Linked DNA regions of Mus musculus: all the other regions are linked to region 1. The links are chromatin contacts, called in public Hi-C and targeted proximity ligation maps. All regions are on one chromosome and are shown on one strand. The core of a region is the stretch at or near the end of the contact, and the rest is flanking DNA. Distances in the headings are between cores, read along the strand shown. Region 1 holds the start of Atg2a (autophagy related 2A). Region 2 holds the start of 4930481A15Rik (RIKEN cDNA 4930481A15 gene). Region 3 holds the start of Dnajc4 (DnaJ heat shock protein family (Hsp40) member C4).

Evidence for each region. Hi-C and Micro-C count contacts between places; a contact is called where the count stands out from the background.
Region 2: a contact with region 1 is called in a Hi-C map of B cells, with 15 read pairs. A contact is called at or near these places in 4 of 39 promoter capture datasets (cranial neural crest, liver and pre-B cells), 1 of 484 Hi-C or Micro-C datasets (B cells), 2 of 130 datasets of targeted methods (large pre-B cells and microglia) and 1 of 9 other capture datasets (adipose tissue).
Region 3: a contact with region 1 is called in a targeted proximity ligation map of pancreatic cancer cells. A contact is called at or near these places in 1 of 39 promoter capture datasets (embryonic stem cells) and 6 of 130 datasets of targeted methods (bone marrow-derived macrophages, extraembryonic endoderm stem cells, large pre-B cells and 3 more).

What each region holds. Positions count from the first base shown.
Region 1 is chr19:6,240,143-6,243,088 of GRCm38.p6, forward strand. Atg2a (autophagy related 2A) reads left to right here and starts at 1,526. Exons shown (of 40, transcript NM_194348.3): 1 at 1,526-1,824. The coding sequence starts at 1,654.
Region 2 is chr19:5,405,313-5,408,258 of GRCm38.p6, forward strand. It overlaps 4930481A15Rik (RIKEN cDNA 4930481A15 gene), which reads left to right and starts at 1,503. Exons shown (of 4, transcript NR_027938.2): 1 at 1,503-1,771.
Region 3 is chr19:6,991,042-6,993,987 of GRCm38.p6, forward strand. Dnajc4 (DnaJ heat shock protein family (Hsp40) member C4) reads right to left here and starts at 1,541. Exons shown (of 7, transcript NM_001357001.1): 1 at 1,508-1,541; 2 at 1,118-1,231. The coding sequence starts at 1,212. It overlaps Nudt22 (nudix (nucleoside diphosphate linked moiety X)-type motif 22), which reads right to left. Exons shown (of 6, transcript NM_026675.2): 4 at 2,621-2,718; 5 at 2,392-2,485; 6 at 1,978-2,161. The coding sequence ends at 2,003. It overlaps Gm35838 (a long non-coding RNA gene), which reads left to right and starts at 1,416. Exons shown (of 2, transcript XR_386530.2): 1 at 1,416-1,698; 2 at 1,781-2,005.

The sequences.
Region 1 (2,946 bases), core at 276-2,775:
GAGGGCAAAGAAATGAACCTCCAGGGCTGGAGAGGTTAGGGGACAGGGTCTGCCAGCCAGGATGACTCTGTACCATGTACTTATGAGTAGGGACTCAGGTAGCCCAAGAGGTTAGCATGGACCTTGATAGATATACATTAGGCACCAAAGACTCTCATTGATGTGAGTCATAGTCCCTTTTGCCAGAGATAAGCAGAATGGCTCCTCTTAGCAAGTAGGAACTATCATCCCCCACTCCACCCCACCCCACCCTGCAGGACCGGGTTTCTCTGTGTAACCTTGGCTGTTCTGGAACTCCCTCTGTAGACTAGGCTAGCCTGGAATTCAAAGACTGGCTTGGTGTATGTCCCTGAGGGAATCCTCACTTTTGTCTAAATGTCTGAATTTGGGAAAAGGAATTTCTTGGGGACCTGACAGAATTTTTAAAAAGAGAGAAATGGGTGTGTGTGTGTGTGTGCCTTCAATCCCAGATTTTAGAAGCACAGGCAGATGCATCTCTGATTTCAAGGATAGCCTGGTCTACAGAGCGTTCCAGGACAGCCAGGCTACACAGAGAAACTTTGTCTCGGAAAAAACAAAAAACAAAAAAAGGAAAGAACAAGGAAGAAGAAAGAAAAAAAAAAGTGGAAACAAATAGTGCCTTTTTAGGGAGTTGTTAACAATAATGGATAAGATAAGCGGCTAGGAGGAGTGGGGAGAGGGGTTTTGTGGAGGCAAACTGGGAGGAATAACATTTGAAATGTAAATAGATGCCTGGCAGTGGTGGTGCACGCCTTTAACGCCAGCACTTGGGAGGCAGAGGCAGGCTTTAGAGGCCAGCCTGGTCTACAGAGTGAGTTCTAGGACAGCCAGGGATACACAGAGAAACCCTGTCTCGAAAAACATACAAACAGAAATGTAAATAGATAAAATAACAAATAAGCAAATGAAAAAAGATAAAGGACTAAAGCAAGTTTCATAGGGCTGGGCGTGATGATGTATGCACGCCTTAAATTCCATCATAGAGAGGCAGAGGCAGGAGGATCCTATGAGTTCAAGGCCAGCCTGGACTACAGTGTGAGTTTCAGAACCGCCAAATACAGAAAAGCTTGTCTCCAAAAAAAAAAAAAAAAAAGTTTTATAAAAGTGCAAATGTGCATTTGTTGCCAAAAGATAGACTGCAAAATTCGCACTGACTTTACTCCTCTGATAAGCTTGTCTACAAATTGGGTGAGTCACTGTTCCTTTAAATTCTTCCCAATCACCTAAAAAAAAAAAAAAAAAGTTGGACAAATCGGCACATGCGCACTCTTCCTGGCCCGGACTGTCGCCCTACGGTTGCAGCCTTTCCGCAGCTTGAAGCAAGGAGGTTAAAGGTCCTCCCACTCAGAATTTACGCGCAAGCGTAAACTACGATTGGGAGCATTTCATCTCGCAAAGAGCCCAGTCCCTTTTTCGCTCTTCAAGGCTCCGCCTCCCGCGGCCAATCAGTGGGCCTCGCCCTTCGCAATGACCAATGGCAGCGAGCGTGGGGGCGTGGTTGGGCGTCCGGGGGCGCGGCCTGGCGCTGAGAGAAGCGGCGGGGCGAACCGGGGGCTCTAGTGAACAGCACAGCCGGACCGAGATCGCCGGCTGTCGGCCAGCGGAAGCGGCTCGGGCCCGGCGGTCCCCGAGATGTCACGATGGCTGTGGCCATGGTCGAACTGTGTGAAAGAGCGTGTCTGCCGCTACTTGCTACAGCACTACTTGGGTCACTTCTTTCAGGAGCACCTCAGCCTGGACCAGCTCAGCCTGGATCTGTACAAGGGCAGCGTTGCCCTGCGGGATATTCACCTGGAAACCTGGGTGAGGAGGCAGGGCAGAGGTGGGATGGTGTGGAGAGAGGGAGCACGGGCCAGCGAAGGGTCCTCGCGGAAGGTTTGGGCTGGAGGACAGGCACCGTGTTTGGAGAGGCCAGTGGGTCTCGACCGCCTCCGCCAGGCCCCCTGGCTGGCCCGTCACCACTTAACCAGAAGCTAGGAGAGAAGTCTCTGTCTTCACCTCTCTAGGAGAGACAGACTAGGAAGTGAGGTGTTACTTTAAAAAAAAAAATGTCACCATCATCATACGGAGTTTGGGAGAGCTGCTTGGGGAAGGGGATTCCCGGGAGCTAGGGGAGCAGAGAGATGTTGTGGGGAGCCAGGCAGTAACAAGAGCTGGAACTAGGGTAGTCAGGGAGGCTTTGGGGGTGTTAAGAGCCCTGCCAGGGGCACCTGTAGAAAGATGTGTCCTGACCTCCTCACCCCATGATCCTGGGCATAAGGGGTGGAGATCGCCCCCGGATGTGGATGTCAACAACAGCGTCACTGCCTTCTGTGTTGATCCACACCTCGTGTGACTGTTGCTGCTCTCTACTTCCTGCTTTTGGGAGAGTGGGAGGGGCCTAGCTTGGGTTTAGGGAAGGACTTGGTCTCTGGCATCTCTACCTGGAGGGCAGCCCTCCAGGAGAGGTGTAGAGGTTTAGCTTCAGGCTAGCTGGGGTGGGGGATGGGAGGAGAAGCTGGGCCTGATGCTCAGGAGGTCTGAGGCCTAGGGTATGGAGTTGAGCAGGAGGCTGGGGGTGGCAGGTGAGGGGCATTGACTCACAGCTGATGGCTGGGAGTAGCCAAGGAGCCACCAATTAGAGGCTCCAGCTAAGGGCTGGTATGGGGTCATCCTAGCTCCAAGAGCAGTAGAATGGGCATGTGGCAGGGCTGGCCTCTTTCTCTTTTCTAGCTGGCCTATGGGTCTGCAGCTTCACTTAGAAAGAGCTAGAGGTGAGCCATGCCTTTGGGAACAAATATGGGTTGAAGAGATGGTGGCATCTTCTAATGGCCTGGTATAAGAGGTGTCTGACCTTCGCCTCTTAAACCGCTCAGAAAAATATCCAACATCTGGGTGTTCCCTTTTTTTTTTTTTTTGCTTTCAGCCAGAATGCCTTCTCAGTCC
Region 2 (2,946 bases), core at 253-2,752, 830 kb before region 1:
TGCTGTGCAACCCAGGCTGGCTTTGAGTTCTTGATCCTCTTGCCCAGGCTCCAAGTGCTGGAACTGTAAGTGTGTGCCACATTTTAATTGTTTTTAATTTTTTAAAAAATATTGACATTTTTACTTGATATGTATGGGTGTTTTACCCACAAGTATATCTGTATGTATATCACATGAATTCAGTGCCTGCTGAGGTCAGAAGAGAACACTGGATCTGGAAAGGAGTTACAGTTGTGAGCCTCCATGTGGGTGCTGGGAACCCAACCGAAATCCTCTGGAAGAGCAGCCAGTGCTCTTATCCTCTGAGCTGTCTCTCCAGCCCCAGCCTGATCCACACTCTGCCACTTTTGACCCTCATCCTTGTCAGAAGTATGAATGGATTCAAATTGGATTCTATCTATCTATCTATCTATCTATCTATCTATCTATCTATCTATCTATCTATCTAAGAAAGAGTCTAATGTAGCCCAGGCTAGCTTTGAACTTGCTATACAGACAAGGATAAACTTCAACTTCTGATCCTCCTGCCTCCACCTCCCTAGCGTGGAGATTACAGTGCTCGCCACTGTGCCTGGTTTATTTGGTGCTGGACCCTTAACTCAAGGCTTCTTGCATCCCAGGCACGCACCCTGCCTCCTGAAACGTGCTCCCGGTGCAAGGGTAGATTTCTTAGACTTTTACACTTATTTATCTATTTGTGGATAGGCTGGGGTGTGTGGTCTGGGATGCATGTGACCACTGGGAGGATAACTTATAGTCAGTTCTCCCCTTCTGCCGTGTGAGTCTCAGCTGTCAAGCTTAGGTTGACGTTATGTTTCGTGGCTCCTTTACCCGCTGAGGTGTCTTGCCAGCCTCTAGGGTAAATTTTGAGAGAGTGAGTTGGTAATGACATCAGTTTGGAAACAGCTGGTATCCTGCTGAGATCTCAAACCTGAAGCTACTAAACTGTCTTCTTTCCCTCTTCCTGTCCTCCTCCTCTTCCTCCTCCTCCTCCTCCTCCTCCTTTTTTATGTTTGTTTTTTTTTTCAAGACATGATTTCACTGTGTAACTCTTATTCGCGTTCTCACGACCGGCCAGGAAAGAACACAACAAACCAGAATCTTCTGCGGCAAAACTTTATTGCTTACATCTTCAGGAGCCAGGAGCGCAAACCCCCAGCCCCAAAAGCGAAAGCCACCCCAATCTTACATCTTTAGGAGCCAGAGCTCCGGCGCGCCAAAGCGCAGAGCGCGCTCTATTGTTTACATCTTTAGGAGCCAGAGCGCCGGGCGCGCAGAGCAAGAGAGAATGGCCGAAACCCCGTCCCCTTTAAGGAGGAGTTATCCTTCGCTTAGGACGCATCACTCCCTGATTGGCTGCAGCCCATGGCCGAGCTGACGTTCACGGGAAAGGCAGAGTACAAGTAGTCGTAAAATACCCTTGGCACATGCGCAGATTATTTGTTTACCACTTAGAACACAGGATGTCAGCGCCATCTTGTGACGGCGAATGTGGGGGCGGCTCCCAACATGTAACCTTGACTGGACTGGAACTCACTCTGTAGACCAGGCTGGCTTCAAACTCAAAGATCCACCTGCCCCTGCTGGGTGCTGGGACTAAAGGCCTGCACCACACGCCTGACTGGTGAATTGTCTTCTAATTCTAAATCTGGTACTAAGTGCTCTAAGAAAGCTCAAGAGGCTCACTGGTGTTGTGGTGGCCCAGGGCGTCAGTAGTGCCGTGACCTCCAGCAAGCGTATGGCCTGGCAGTGGAGACTGACTAACCCTAAGGTAAAAAAACGGATCCTGTGAGGGGAGCCCCCATAGAATGGGTCTGCGTGTGCCAGAGGGAAGAAAATCAGAGCCATCGAAACATAGGGGCTACCATTTGCTGAAGTTGGGGTCGATCTGGAAAGGTGTCCCAGAAAACACAGGCAGCACCCACAGATAAGAACAGCTTTTGTAGTTTAAACTCTTTAAATGTGTAAGGATGTTTTGCTTGCGTGTATGTCCGTGCCCCACATGCCCAGAGAGTCCAGAAGAGGGCGCTGGTCACTGAAACTGAAGTTACAGATCGTTATGAGCCGCTATGTGGGACCTGGAAGCTGAACCCTCTGTGGTACACTCTCCCATCTGTGGTACACTCTCCCATCTGTGGTACACTCTCCCATCTGTGGTACACTCTCCCATCTGTGGTACACTCTCCCATCTGTGGTACACTCTCCCATCTGCTGAGCATCTCTTCCTGCTGGAGTAGCTTTATCTTGCTGGAGTAGCTTTATCCAGCACCTGGAGGAGCCAGTCATGCCCACTCCTCCTTTACCACCGTTCTCCTCCCATCCCTTTACAATAGGAGAGCAGGAGTTTGGAGTAGAGGGTGAGGATAGGAAGGACGCTTCCCTCTGTGCTCGATGGTAGGGGCTCCACTGGCCAGGAGAGCAGCAACTGTGTTGTTCTAAATCAAGTTCAGAGAGGCGAACACAAAGTAAGAGTGAGTCAAGCTCAGAGATCTGACGGTGACGTAAAACCAGTCACTTTATTTTAAATCACTCATTCATTTGTTCTATTTATTTTTATTGTTATTGTGTGTGCATGATAGGAAGGGGGTGGCTACTGCCACAGCATGTATGTGGGGTCAGAAGTCAACTTTGTTCTCTCTTGCCACTTTCATGTGGGTTCTGGGAATTGAACTCATGTCATCCGGCTTGCACAGAGAGCACTTTCCCCATTGAGTCACCTCACTATCCCCTATTTTATGTTTTAGGGGGGTCACCTCCACTATCTTACTCTGCAGCTCAGGCTAGCCTCAAATTTTCTTAAAGGTGTGTGCCTTCATGCCAGGCTAGCAGAGATTTCTTTAGTGACTTTAGAAGACTCCAACACTGGCTGCTAATGGGAAGTCAGATGGGGGTGGGTCCAGAGAAGACACTCGTCAGGGAGACTGTCACACACTTGAGCTGAGGGGT
Region 3 (2,946 bases), core at 291-2,790, 750 kb after region 1:
CTCTTCTTTCTCTCTCTCTCTTTCTTTACAAAATAGGGTCTTATTACCTGTCAGACCTGGAGCTCCCTAGGTAGACCAGACTAGCCTTAAACTCACAGTGCTTGCCATTGCCTTCCAAATTCTGGGACCAGAGGCATGTGTACTACCATCCTGGCTAAAAAGTTTCTTCAAATATTGTTTAAAATTATATTATTTTGTGTTTATGAGTGTTTTCTGTATGTATGTCCACCACATGCCTGTCTGGTGTCTCCAACGGGTCAGAAGAGGGTCTCCATAATTTACCATGTGAATGCTGGGAATCAAAACTGGATCCTAGCCGGGCGTGGTGACACATGCCTTTAATCCCAGCACTTGAGAGGCAGAGGCAGGCTAATTTCTGAGTTCAAGGCCAGCCTGGTCTACAGAGTGAGTTCCAGGACAGCCAGGACTACATAGAGAAACCCTGTCTCGAAAAACCAAGAAAAACCAATAAATAAATAAATAAATAAAAGCCAGGCATGGTGGCGCACGCCTTTAGTCCCAGCACTCAGGAGGCAGAGGCAGGTGGATTTCTGAGTTCGAGGAGGCCAGCCTGGTCTACAGAGTGAGTTTCAGGACAGCCTGGGCTATACAGAGAAACCCTGTCTCAGAAGAAAAAAAAAAAAAAACTGGATCCTCTGTGAGAGTGGCAAGTACATGGAGGCTGTGCCTGAACTCTATAGACATGCCGGAGATTGACTATGGAGGCTTACCTGGGTCACATAGGAAAACTCCATCTCAAAGGAAAAGGCAGATTCCCATGTCCCCACTTCATTGAATGCTGGAGGACCAGCATCCAGATTCAAGCCCAGAAATCTACATCTTTGTACTCAACCTCCTCTTTCCCAGCGTATGCACAGCGAAGCCTGACAACACGCCAGAGCTATGGAAAGAGCAGACCAGAGCTCAGATTCCCGAACTGTCGTTTAACTTAATCTCGGAGCTCAGTTCTTAGCTATTGGTATACTAAGTGCCTAGCATTGAAGGAGAATGTTGTCTGGGACTTGACACATAATGCAGAGACAACTATCTCAAGACGCAAGGTGGGCTCTCAGGAGAAAAACCACTGAACATGGACAAATTCTGGGGCTCAACTCACCGCTGCCCTGTGGCGGCTGTGAGAAGTCGGATGGAAAGGCTATGCGGCCACAGCCGGCATAGGCGCAGGGGCAGCTGGAGCAACAGGGACGGCATGACGACGACGGGCAGGCAGCTAGGAAAGGGAGGCCCCCAAAAGTCCATTGGGTCTCAATCGGGCCGGACTTCGGGGATCGTGGCAGAAAGAAGGAACCTGCCTCAGTTTCCCACAAAGGCAAATTCGAGGAAGGCCTCTTTACTAAGAACCAGACAAGGGGTGCTCTAGGCCTTCCAGCATCACCCTCCAAGTCTGGACCACCCGCTAGGCACTTGGGACACCCCTTCTCACCCAAAGCATTAGGGGGCGTGCGAAGGAGGAGACACAGCCAAGCCCCGCCCCTGCCCCACTCACAGGCTCCTTGGTCGCCGCCATTTCCTGCGCCTATGAAGGCCCCGCCCCTGATCCCTCATTGGGGGTAGACGCTCAGGCCACGCTTATTGGGCGAGATGAGGATAATGTGCATCAAAGGACCCGCCCCCACATGCTCATTGGCCTAGGACGCCGGGGCCCGCGAAGCGGAAGCATTGGGACAGCTGAAAAAGGTACCAGTGTCAAACCGAAGAGGCGGGGGTAGGGGCAGAGCTTGACCTCCAGGAAGGTCTTGTGCTCCACCCTCTCTTTTAGCTGCGAGGTACGGGTTCTGCAGAGATGTCTTCACCCCGTCGTGACCCGCATTCCGCAGCCAAGAGGAACACAGAGGTCGCACCTTGGGGCTTTTTTGTTTTGTTCCCTTTATGCCACAGTGCTCAGCCCCTCTCATCCATCCCGGGTTCTCTCAGAGGACCCCGGACTCCTAGGAAAGCAGCAGAAGCTAACGGAATACAAGAATAAAGTCCTTTATTGTCTTCAGAGCTGCAGTGATAGGGCTGGGGCGCTAGGGTGACTCAGGTGGGACTTCCCAACACCTGACTGTAGAGGTGGATGGCGATTGTAGAGGAGGATGGCGCCTTTGGCCGAGGGGCAGAGTTGTGCCCACATCTCCGTCTCCTGCAGTCTCTGTACCCTCTGTGGGAAATCAATGAGACCCAGACATCAGGCCTCCCTTCGTCCAGGGACACCCTGTGCCTGGAGTTGCCATACTTTAGAACTCCTAGACTGTCCCTGTCCCTGGGCTTTTCCTTTAGGAAGGAGCCAAGCTCTGTGCCTCAGGAAACTCTGGGAGACCCAGAGGCCTCTACCTCACCTAGATATCCCTAACCCCATAACCAGACACCTAGAAGGTCTCAACTCCACACCTGTGTCTCCACAAAGATGATTCCTGTAGACTCGTGGGCCTCAGGTCCCCCACTCAGGTAATAACTCCTGACCTCCTCTGAAGTCAAGCTGCACCTAGACAAAAACATGAAGGTGTCTTGGTAGATATCCACACCTTATAGGACGGACCCCTGCAAAACGCCAGTTGCCTTAAACCCACTCCTTCCCTGGCCATCTCACCCAGGATCCTGTGCCCGGGAACCCACTCACTGGACATAGAACTCTGCACTGGCTCTGCCCGCGCTGGTCTCATTGCAAGCGATTCCCAACAACAGTGGCTGGCTCAAGGTGTGCAGTGGCAGGTTCACCTGTGGTGGGGAGTCCTACCTGTCAGGCTGACTTCTCAGTAGCCTGGCTGGTTGGTTGGTTTGGTTTGGTGTTTCTGTTTGTTTTTGTTTCAAGACAGGGCCTTGTGTAGCCTAGGCTATCCTTAAACTTAATATTTAGCAAAGATAACTCTGAATTTCTGATCCTTCTGCCTCTACCTCCTGAGTGCTGGGACTACAGGTATACATCACGGTAGTTCACATGGAACA